Regions from separate parts of the Danio rerio genome. Here region 1 is linked to region 2. A link is a contact called in public HiCAR-type data. All regions are on one chromosome and are shown on one strand. The core of a region is the stretch at or near the end of the contact, and the rest is flanking DNA. Distances in the headings are between cores, read along the strand shown.

Region 1 (4,703 bases), core at 1,162-3,661, 79 kb before region 2:
GTTTATAAAAACAAATTTAAATACAACATTGTCAGTCCTTTACGAAATTATTATTTGTTTGATTGGCTACAGAACAAACCACTGTTTAACAACCACATGCCTTATTAATCTAACTAGCCTAATTACCCTAGATAAGCCTTTAGATTGCACTTTGAGCTAAATAACTAGTTGCAAAAGAAATGAGTCATTAAAACTATTGTTTAAAAATATGTTAAAATACATATATTCTTTTTTAAACAGCACTTGGAAAATATTTTTTTAATTATTAAGATTTCAAAGGAGGGATAATCATTTTGACTTCTACTGTAAATAATAAATATATAGGTTTTCCAGCAAGTATGTGTCTCATCCATACTTTAAAGAATACAGGGATACAAATTAGTCTCACGATTAAGCCATGTATGTTAATTTACTTTGAAAACTGTATTTTTGTATATTTTTTTATTATAATTAATAATATAGATATAATATTTCTTATGTGTTATATTGGGCGTCACGGTGGCGCAGTGGGACAGCAAGAAGGTTACTGGTTCAAGCATCGGCTGAGTCAGTTGGCATTTCTGTGTGGAGTTTACATTTTCTCCCCATGTTCGCGCGGGTTTCCTCCGGGTGCTCTGGTTTGCCTCACAAGTTCAAAGACATGTGCTATAGTTGAATTGAGTAAGCTAAATTGTTTGTAGTGTATGAGTGTGAATGAGTGTGTGGGTGTTTCCCAGTGATGGGTTGCAGCTGGAAGGGCATCTGCTGCGAAAAATATGTGCTGGATAAGTTGGTCATTTTGTTCCGCTGTGGCGACCCCGAATAATAGGGACTAAGCTGAAAAGAAAATGAATGAATGAATGAATAAATGTGTTATATTATATGTGTTGTATTTTAAACACTTATTCCAATTGTTAAAAAATCGCTGAAACGATAATTTAATTACATTCAAAATTAGAAAATATCATTCAGCTTTCATAAATTCAAATACATTTTTATACATTTTTATTTTTATATTTTCTTTTCTTGCGGGTTCTTTGTAAATAATTGTAAAATTACATTTTTTGCCTTGTTTAAACCTTGTTTGAACATTATTTTCTATTAATTTTAATCTGTGTAAAATCAGGATGTTTCTTACTGGATGTTTTTTTTTTACAGTACTACAACAGTAATTAAGTACAATATGAAAAAAGGAACATTTTAAATCATTTTATGTGAATATTTTAAAATGATCATGTATTACAGCTGGGCACTATTTTCATGTGCTGCATATGCCATGATACAGCAGAAAATTGCTTGATTATTACACCAGAGTATAGTTCATAGCTATATCGACCTAAAAATAGCAACTTTTCATTTTCTGTCAGTCACAAGTACATGATATAACTACAGAATAGTCAAGATATAAATAGTAAAAATTATTGAAACTTTTATTTTGAGCGAGATGCTAATGGTCTAATCCAATTCGATTATTTATGCTACGTGAAGTTTCATTTTAAACTAATTTGGAGAGGAGCACGTGCTCATGATTGACCCAGCTGGCCCTCGTTAGCTAATCATGATCTTCCAATCAAAGGATCCCAAGTCACTATATATATCCTCATTTCCTTTCTACAACTATCTTTGTCTGGAAGAAACCCCCCTCCTCCCCATCTTCCACCTTTATTCAGAAAGGGCGGCATGGTGGCCCAGTGACTAGCACTGTTGCCTCACAGTGAGAATACCAAAAGCGTCGGGTCCTTGCTGTGCCATCTGGTATTTCAGTGCGGAGCGTGCATGTTCTCCCTGTGTCCGCGTGGGTTTCCCAAAGGGTTCCCTGGTATGCTCTATATTTTAGATAAAATAAGCCTAAATCTTTTTTTCTAATGTCTTACTCTGAGGAAGTTCACACTGGCCTCAGCAGCAGGGGAGTTTGAGATTGACCTGAGCTCACTTTCCCGTCACTCTTTGAAAGCGGGGAGCCCTGGACAGGAGGATCTCTTGAGCTCAGGGCTCTCTCCCGGGACAGCACACCAAACAAGCTATGTATAGATCATGAGCTAAGTGTGAACTCTTGAAGCTAACTCAACTGTTTAACACTAGGTGACATGTAAAATGAGCCTATTTCCAAAAAAAGTGCAGTGTTTCTTTAAGTGTCAGAATTATTATATCAGAAGCAGGATGTAAGAATGTATAGGCCTAAAACTAACAACTCCACATACTAAATATTTCCTTATAAGGGATTTTTCTGTCACCAGCATTCATTAACAGCTCTGAGGTCACTGAGATAAAGATCCTCGGAGGATTTCCATGACAGGATATCATAGTTAATCACTGCTCAACAAAACACATCAAATCACTGTGAGTGAATCTAGAGTATTCGCTCAGAGTGAGTAATCTGGTTTGTGGGAGGGAAGGGAGCAGAAGAACACAGAAACAGAGACTCATTGCCGCAGGGCCTCATGAGTGCAGATTGGGCTCTGACCCAACAAAACCCACAGCTCTACAATGGATTACCACGCTGTTACATTCAGCTCTCTTTCCACATTTTACCAAACAACTTCAACGTGTCCGGACCGATTCGTTCACTCACTGCTTTTACAGTGACTCTGCTGATTTCATCTATAGAACATTATGTTGAATTCGGGCTAATTTTCTCCTCCCTACTTTATCGCGTCAATCCTTTTTTCCACTCAGGAGGAGTTAAATGACTTAATTCTCTGTTATTACTTGCTTTAGATGAGCCCCTTGACATACAGTTAGCTTCAGGGCCTTAGCAGTATTAACAGGACTGAGGACAGATGCTCTACCATACACACCTCACGCCTGCAGCTCATTGTTAGAATACACCAGCGCTTCAGACTATAAAAGCTCATCTCACATCAGTCAATCATGCAGAAAACCGAGACCTACAATACTGATCAAGTATCCGGGCTCACAAATATTTTGTTCTGCATTATGAAAATTTGCTTTACATTACACAAGGTTTGTTTTTCCAAATAAACGTGGTTCATTTTAAACCTTCTAAATATTAAATTCTTAGAATGTTAGTAATCCATACATACAATGCAAAGAAAGCAAAACAAATTAGCTTAGAAAATAAGGTGTGTGTAATAAAATGAAATAACACAGGGAAAACGCATTAAACACATCAAGAAAGGGAAGTGTAAAAAGGCATGGAAAGCTCAGACTGCAGCTGAAATCTCTCAGTAGTTAGAAAGAAACCATATCCCTAGTTAATGTAAATTAATATTCGCTGCTAATTAATATTAGTGGCTAATTTCATGCCAAGGCACACTTTTTCACAAGGTTCAGGAGGAGATGGAAGCTTTAATATTAACATATCATAATGTTGTTGTAATTGAGAAGGCTGTGAATACTTATGTACATGGGATTTTTCAGTTTTTTTATTTTTTATAAATTTGCAACAGTTTAAAAAAAATATGTGGTATTATGTGGTACTGTGTGTAGAATTTTGAAGAAATAAATGAATTGAATCCATTTTGGAATAAGGCTGTAACAAAAAAATGTGGAAAAAGTGAAGCGCTATCAATACCTTCCAGTTGAACTGTATGTGAGGATTAACTTCAAATTGCATTCAAAAAGCAGTTTACAGGTCATGACAAATTAGACATACTGTTGACCCAAATGCAGAGCTGCCGACTGCATGACATAATTTCCCAACAGGTACTGTTTACTAAGAAGGTGATAGTGCCAAATATCAGCCTGGTATGCACAATACAGAATTTTTGACATTTCCGCAGATATGCATAAACATTTTGTTGATCATTTTGTAAATCTTTTGTTGAAAACACTTTTTTTTAAAAACTCAATATAATTTTTTCCCCATTTTTGGTTATATTATTGTCAGGTAAATGAAGCCTAATATATATTAAACTATTAAGATATTCACTTCTCAATTACTACTGCACAGGCTCTGGCTCCAAATAAAGCCATCAGTGTAAGATGTCAGCATTCATCTTTGAGGTATCTTGGGTTCACTTTTAGCAGAAGTGGTGATGTGTTGTCCATTTTACTTATTTATTTATTTATTTTTTTTGATGAATGCAGCCTTGGTATGCAGACCTTGAATGTATTGCACATTAAAATAATTAATTTCTATTAGTTTTATTAATGCAAAATGAAAAGGTGGATATATTGGTATTAATAGTCTTCTCTGATGACTGCTGCATATCAAACATCCTCCTTGATGACTCTTCTGCAAAAGCAAACAGTCCTACATTTCTTTTTAAGCACTAAAGCACCGACTAATCATTCTGTACACATGACAGCTTTTACTAGCACAGACTCGCCATGAAGAGACAATAAAAAGTGTGAGTGATAAATGGAGAAAGCAGGGAGGGGTAACTGGAGGGATTTCGATTGCACTGTGGCTCATCTTGTTACTGATATGCTGTAGGCACATCTCAGAAGCCAAGATGTGCCTGTGATAAATGAATTGGATTTTACATTTGATTCAGTTCCCTATCCCTGAGTGTATTTGTAAACCAGGCCTGGACTAAATATCAGAAAAATGAGTGTGTTGTTGACCTCTGAATCTCTCTTTACATTAAGATGCATTTTGGTAAATCAGATCACAAGAAGCTGAAGGAGACTGCTGGTGTTTTAATCTGTATGTTTGCCCTCATTTGACAACACCTGCCTATTTAAATATCTTTATCTTGATTTTGAATTTTGCCGTACAGCCCTATCTGAAAAGCTTAATAGTCAGTTCCCATATACAT
Region 2 (4,975 bases), core at 950-3,449:
ACCTCTCAGATGAAAAATGACTCTTTTTTTTTTCCAATTAAAGGCACAGTAACACAAACTAAACCCCACTTATCAAGTGCTCTCACGTTTCTTGTACATACAAGTGGTTTGCTATGCTTATGAAATACATGATAAACATTTAGTCTAAACTAAATGACTGTTGATTTTGTAATGAGGGCTTGGATTGTTTTTTTTCTTTTTTTTTTCATTTACAAGACAAAAGTGCATGGTAACTCTTAAGTAATGAAAGCTACTGTCTTTTTAATAAATACAAAGAAGTTAGTGCTCAGAGCATTCCCATGCACCCATCTTAGCTGTAAACGTGCACTGATAAATACTTTCGTTGCTCAAGACTGTATTGTTAAATTGAAAGAAAAAAATGAACATTGTTTATATCAAATTTTAAGCTAAAGTGCATATTTAGAAAGCATTTACACTACAGCTGTATATGCATAGATGCCACAAGTCATTATGCCAACAGTTCAAGTTTTCAAACTAGCATTCTGTTGTGCCAGGTGAGCAAAATAAGTACATTTCCTGCTCACTAAAGTCTTCTTTTTCCATTGTGTAATTAATAACGAAATATATATTACGTGACCTCACATTGTTTCTATATCACTTCACCAGTGTGTTTGGTTGTAAGATGTAGGTTGGACAAAGTTGGCACAGATTATTTCTATTTTAAAAAGTCATGCAGTGTAAAACCCCCTGTCGCCGATCCATCCTACAGTGTTAATACAGCACAGACAGGACGCTACCCCAAATAGTCATGCAGTCTGAACTCAGCATTAGATAACGCTTTTGTCTTGTATTCAATTAGTTTAGCAAAATCATCTGCTATTGCAGACAGAAAAATTCACAACAGTCACCTTGCTCTCGAGTGTTCACAACAATATAGACAGCTGCTAATGAGGCATCTATGCATATACATCTATGGGTTTACTGTTAGCAGGGATCTTTTGTGTGGTTAGCCACATCAGATTGCCTAAGCCAGTCTCTCTTTTTAAAGAGACAGTTCACCCAAAGTTTATCCTTCTGCCATCATTTATTAAATGTCAGAATCTGAATTAGGGTGATTACTTTTAGGCCAAATGGATCTTTCTAATACTGTTTATAGAAGATCAACAAAACCCCCTCATTACTACAACAGAAAACCATCAAAGTCAAAGTTGAAGGCATTTTGATTAAAGCACAAGGTTTAAAGAACTTGAGCCAATGAAAAAAATCTAATAGTAATTACGAGAGATTTTTCTTTTGTGTGTGTGTTTATGCAGAAAACATGTAGGGTCATAAGAAGCACTAGATTAATGGAAGAAACCATTCCATGCTACAAAATATCTTGAAAAGCCATCATTTCAATACAGTCAATGCCATGCACACCAAAAGGCAGACTAATTCTAAAAACAAAAGTGCAAAAGCAAAAAGTCAAAGAACGAAAAGTGCCAACAAGCCCAAAAATCACCACGGCAACAACGCTTTCCATCCCAGCAAGCTTGCTGATGTTTGTAGTGTCTCAAATTGCTCTTATAGTGTGATCTTTACCTTACGGGGCAGACAGGAGAGCTGGTATTACGTACATAATTCGTCGCAGAGCCAGTCTGCGTATGCACAGTAAGGTCATACATTCATTATTTTACTAATTATTAAGCCTTTAGGCATAGTGTGGCATCTATAAACATTCACCGTAATTGTCTGCCCCTAGAAATACTGCACAAGTGATGTTACTAAAAAGCGCTCTAATGAGATGAACCTATAAAAGTCTTCACTGTTTTCCCTCTTCCTTGCTATTTTCTTTATTTTTGTGTGTGTGTGTCTCAACACATGGGTTCTGCATGTCTATTTTTATAGCTGTTGATGATTTCTGCTCGTCTGGTGCGAAAAGCAGGGTGCAGCCTTGAGGAAGCAAAACCAGAAAGCCAGAAATAGAAAAAGGGTGGCAAGGAAAACTTAACATGTCTCTGATTTCTCATTCACCTTCAAAACAGCTATTAATAACACTTTTGTTAAAAGGCACGAAACAGGCAAAACAAACATGCTTCACCGAGAAATATTTGAATGTTGAAGGGAAAGTGTAACATGGTCATAGGCACTCATGTTTTTTTTGTTTGTTTTTTTAGATGGAAGGCAGTCGACACTGACTTTAGCAAACGGGTGCTATCAACGCTTCACAGCACATGCACGTCTGAAAAAAGGAAACAAACCTAGAGGAACATGACTGTCAGTTTAACCGCAAAACCTGTTTCTACAAAGCTTAAAGCTTGAAACTGAAACAATCACAAAAGTAAGATAATATTGATTTACAGCTTAAGTCAGGATATTTTGTTAGGATTGTCAAAACAGGTAAACCTGTGTAAAGGGGCGACCACACTGCACTTTTCTGTCCATTCACTTTCATTCATAAGCATGCAAATGCTGGAGAAGCATAAGCTCATGCGTTTAGGTCACGTGAAGGTTTTTAAACAATATTGTAAGAACATCTGTAGCATTGTAGTAAAGTGAAGTACATCTAATATATCCAATATTGGCCTAATTATTATTTCTTAAAGTCTGTTTGAACTGGCAGTTGCTAAGATCTTTGTTTCACTATGTTGATGTACTTTCAACTAAAACTGAATATTGAGTAGGAAGCGGGACTTTCTTTTTGTGCATCATTCACTTTTAGCAAACTAATGGTATGAGGTGTGTGGTAATAAATAATGTTGTTAAAGTGTCAAACTGACAACCACAGCAGACCTGTAGCCAGCCTGGTGAAATGGTTCTTTTTTTCTGAAAAGTGAACCTTTTTGCAATTAGACACCTCTATTGAATTATGAAATTTAAATGCTGCATTTTTGTGACATTTCAAGCACTATTCTGAATTAGCTTGTCGATGGTAACCACACTTTTTGACTACTTTAGCCAAAATAGTATTCAAATAAATTTTAATATGGTCCATTTTGGGGCTTCACACCTTTTTATTGGTCATTTTTCTTCAAGAATAAGGTCCAAGATTCAGAATAAAAGTTACTTGTAAAATGTTTTCTCTGATTAAAAACAATACAGTAGCAAAGGAAGACATCTCTTATATGTGATTGTATGTTTTCTTGCACAGATGGATGTTGGACTTATAAAATAATTGGAAAAATAATTGTTAGCATTGTCAAAACTGATTAGCTAACAGAGGATTCTGCTTGGTCTTAGAGCATTTTTCAAAATGTTATGTTCACCATGATGGCATAGCAGTCAAAATAGGACAAATGAGCTCATGTATGGGACAAATTCTGGACCTTCTTTAGTAGCTACGTTTCCATCCACCTATTTAAATGCATACTTTGGAGATGTGCATAAATTAAAAAAATGCGCATAAAAAGCATAACTGATTAGGATAAACTTTTTATTCGATAAGAAAAGATGCACATAAACTACGATGGAAACACTTTTACCGAACAAACTCCAGAGTGCGCATTAAAAGGGTCATGTAATTTTGCTATAAGAGATCTTGTGGTGATAAAAATATATGCGAATAGATAAACCAGCAGGCTGAGCACACTGTAAACATCTGAAATGCTGTTTTGGTCATTCTAAAATGCCTTGATCATTTCAGTATTACTGTTATTATTATATTATTAATTGACCTCCAGAATAAAGAGCGTCTGTGCTCCACGTCTCACACCTTCAAATGCTACCACGCATTTACTGCATGTCAGATTGCCTTCTGAGGCACAAATCATTTATTAAACAAAGAAAAGACTCACGCAGCTTCTTCTACCGCAGCAAATTCTGCTTTTACTGTTGATATTTATCGCCAGTTAATCAGGAAGGGACGATTTTATTCGCTTTGACTCGTTGGAGGAAAATAAATCAGTGGATTAACTCGCATATATTAATTGTTCACCTGAAGAATGGCAAAGTGCGCTAGCAAAATAAACATGGCAAATTTTGATTTCAAGCAGACTTTAAATATTGGAAGTCTCCATTTAAAAAAGAAGACTGATTGCATGATGGCATAACATGAATAGTGCAGCATCCAAAGAAATATTGCACGCTCAAAGTTTAGTGTGGTCACCCCTTAAGGAGATAATACGTGAGTGGCTGGACGCAATGACATTAAGGACTCTAATCCTGAGCACTGATTTTATCCGCATGTGGGAAGAGTAAAGTGAGGCTTATCAAACACTACAGGAAGTAGATCGCTAGCTTCTCCCTCAGTTTAGCTAACTACAGAGGTAGAAGAGCAGGAATAACAGAGGGGAGTGGGGCAAAAGAATAAGGAACATCACAACCTACTTTTTGGTTCACTGATAGCCAAGATTGCAGTAGTGCTACAAAAACAAGTGCATTTCACAAGGATGTGAAGATCTGAATCTGGATTGACAAACAAATAGGAAGCTAATCATTTCTAAAGCAGGGTATACTCAGAAGGCATGGGCGCCCCCTAGAGGTGGAGGTGAAAGGCAAGCAAGTCGAGGAGCTTGCTTTAGTGGTCATATCAAAAAACTCAATTGAACAGAACGTCATATAACAGCTGTGACTGTTTATACTGTCCTGGCAGTGGTACAAATAGCCCTAATTTCATTGTTTACTTGCTGTCAAGTTTTTGTTTCAAAAGATTTTGGTAAGGCGTTTGTGTTTGAATGAGTTGTCTGTCTTTGGTGCTGTCCTAGAGTTTTTAGTGAGTGACAGACCTGACTACATGCTCTTTCTGTTCTACCACAGGAAGAAAAGTTAGTAACAAGACAAATGAAGTAAAAAAAGTTCTTCAGTAGGCAAAACAATTGGTTTTCAGAGCCAATGCGGGGCAATGGAAGATCCAAAATGGAGATTTATATATGTGAGAATGTAGGCAGGGGCAATTATCACCCCTTGATTTTGACAAAAACGTTATATATCCCTGCCGCCATTTTAGTTGCTAGCTGTATTCAAAGCTAAGCTATGTTTCAGCTCATAAACAAAGAACATGACGGTTTTCCCAGAAGTAGGAGGTCTTAGAGAGACA

What was found. HiCAR-type assays count read pairs that join an accessible place to other places.
Region 1: a contact with region 2 is called in a HiCAR-type map of caudal fin, with 4 times the contacts expected there. The contact joins two enhancer-like sites. A contact is called at or near these places in 4 of 18 Hi-C or Micro-C datasets (caudal fin, embryo, hematopoietic stem cells and 1 more) and 1 of 4 datasets of contacts at active chromatin or transcription factors (caudal fin).

The regions. Positions count from the first base shown.
Region 1 is chr5:44,419,604-44,424,306 of GRCz12tu, reverse strand. All of the region lies in intron 4 of si:dkey-40c11.2, which reads right to left. Among named protein-coding and RNA genes, the nearest start is that of si:dkey-40c11.2, 54 kb to the right of the region's middle. Within about 2 kb of position 2,411, at least 12 of the 62 cell types and tissues checked have an H3K27ac peak or open chromatin away from gene starts, as enhancers often do. A contact at or near this core is called in caudal fin, where this site is marked.
Region 2 is chr5:44,340,140-44,345,114 of GRCz12tu, reverse strand. It overlaps rhobtb4 (Rho related BTB domain containing 4), which reads right to left. Exons shown (of 11, transcript NM_001099974.2): 11 at 1-4,975. Among named protein-coding and RNA genes, the nearest start is that of si:dkey-40c11.2, 25 kb to the left of the region's middle. Within about 2 kb of position 2,199, at least 3 of the 62 cell types and tissues checked have an H3K27ac peak or open chromatin away from gene starts, as enhancers often do. A contact at or near this core is called in caudal fin, where this site is marked.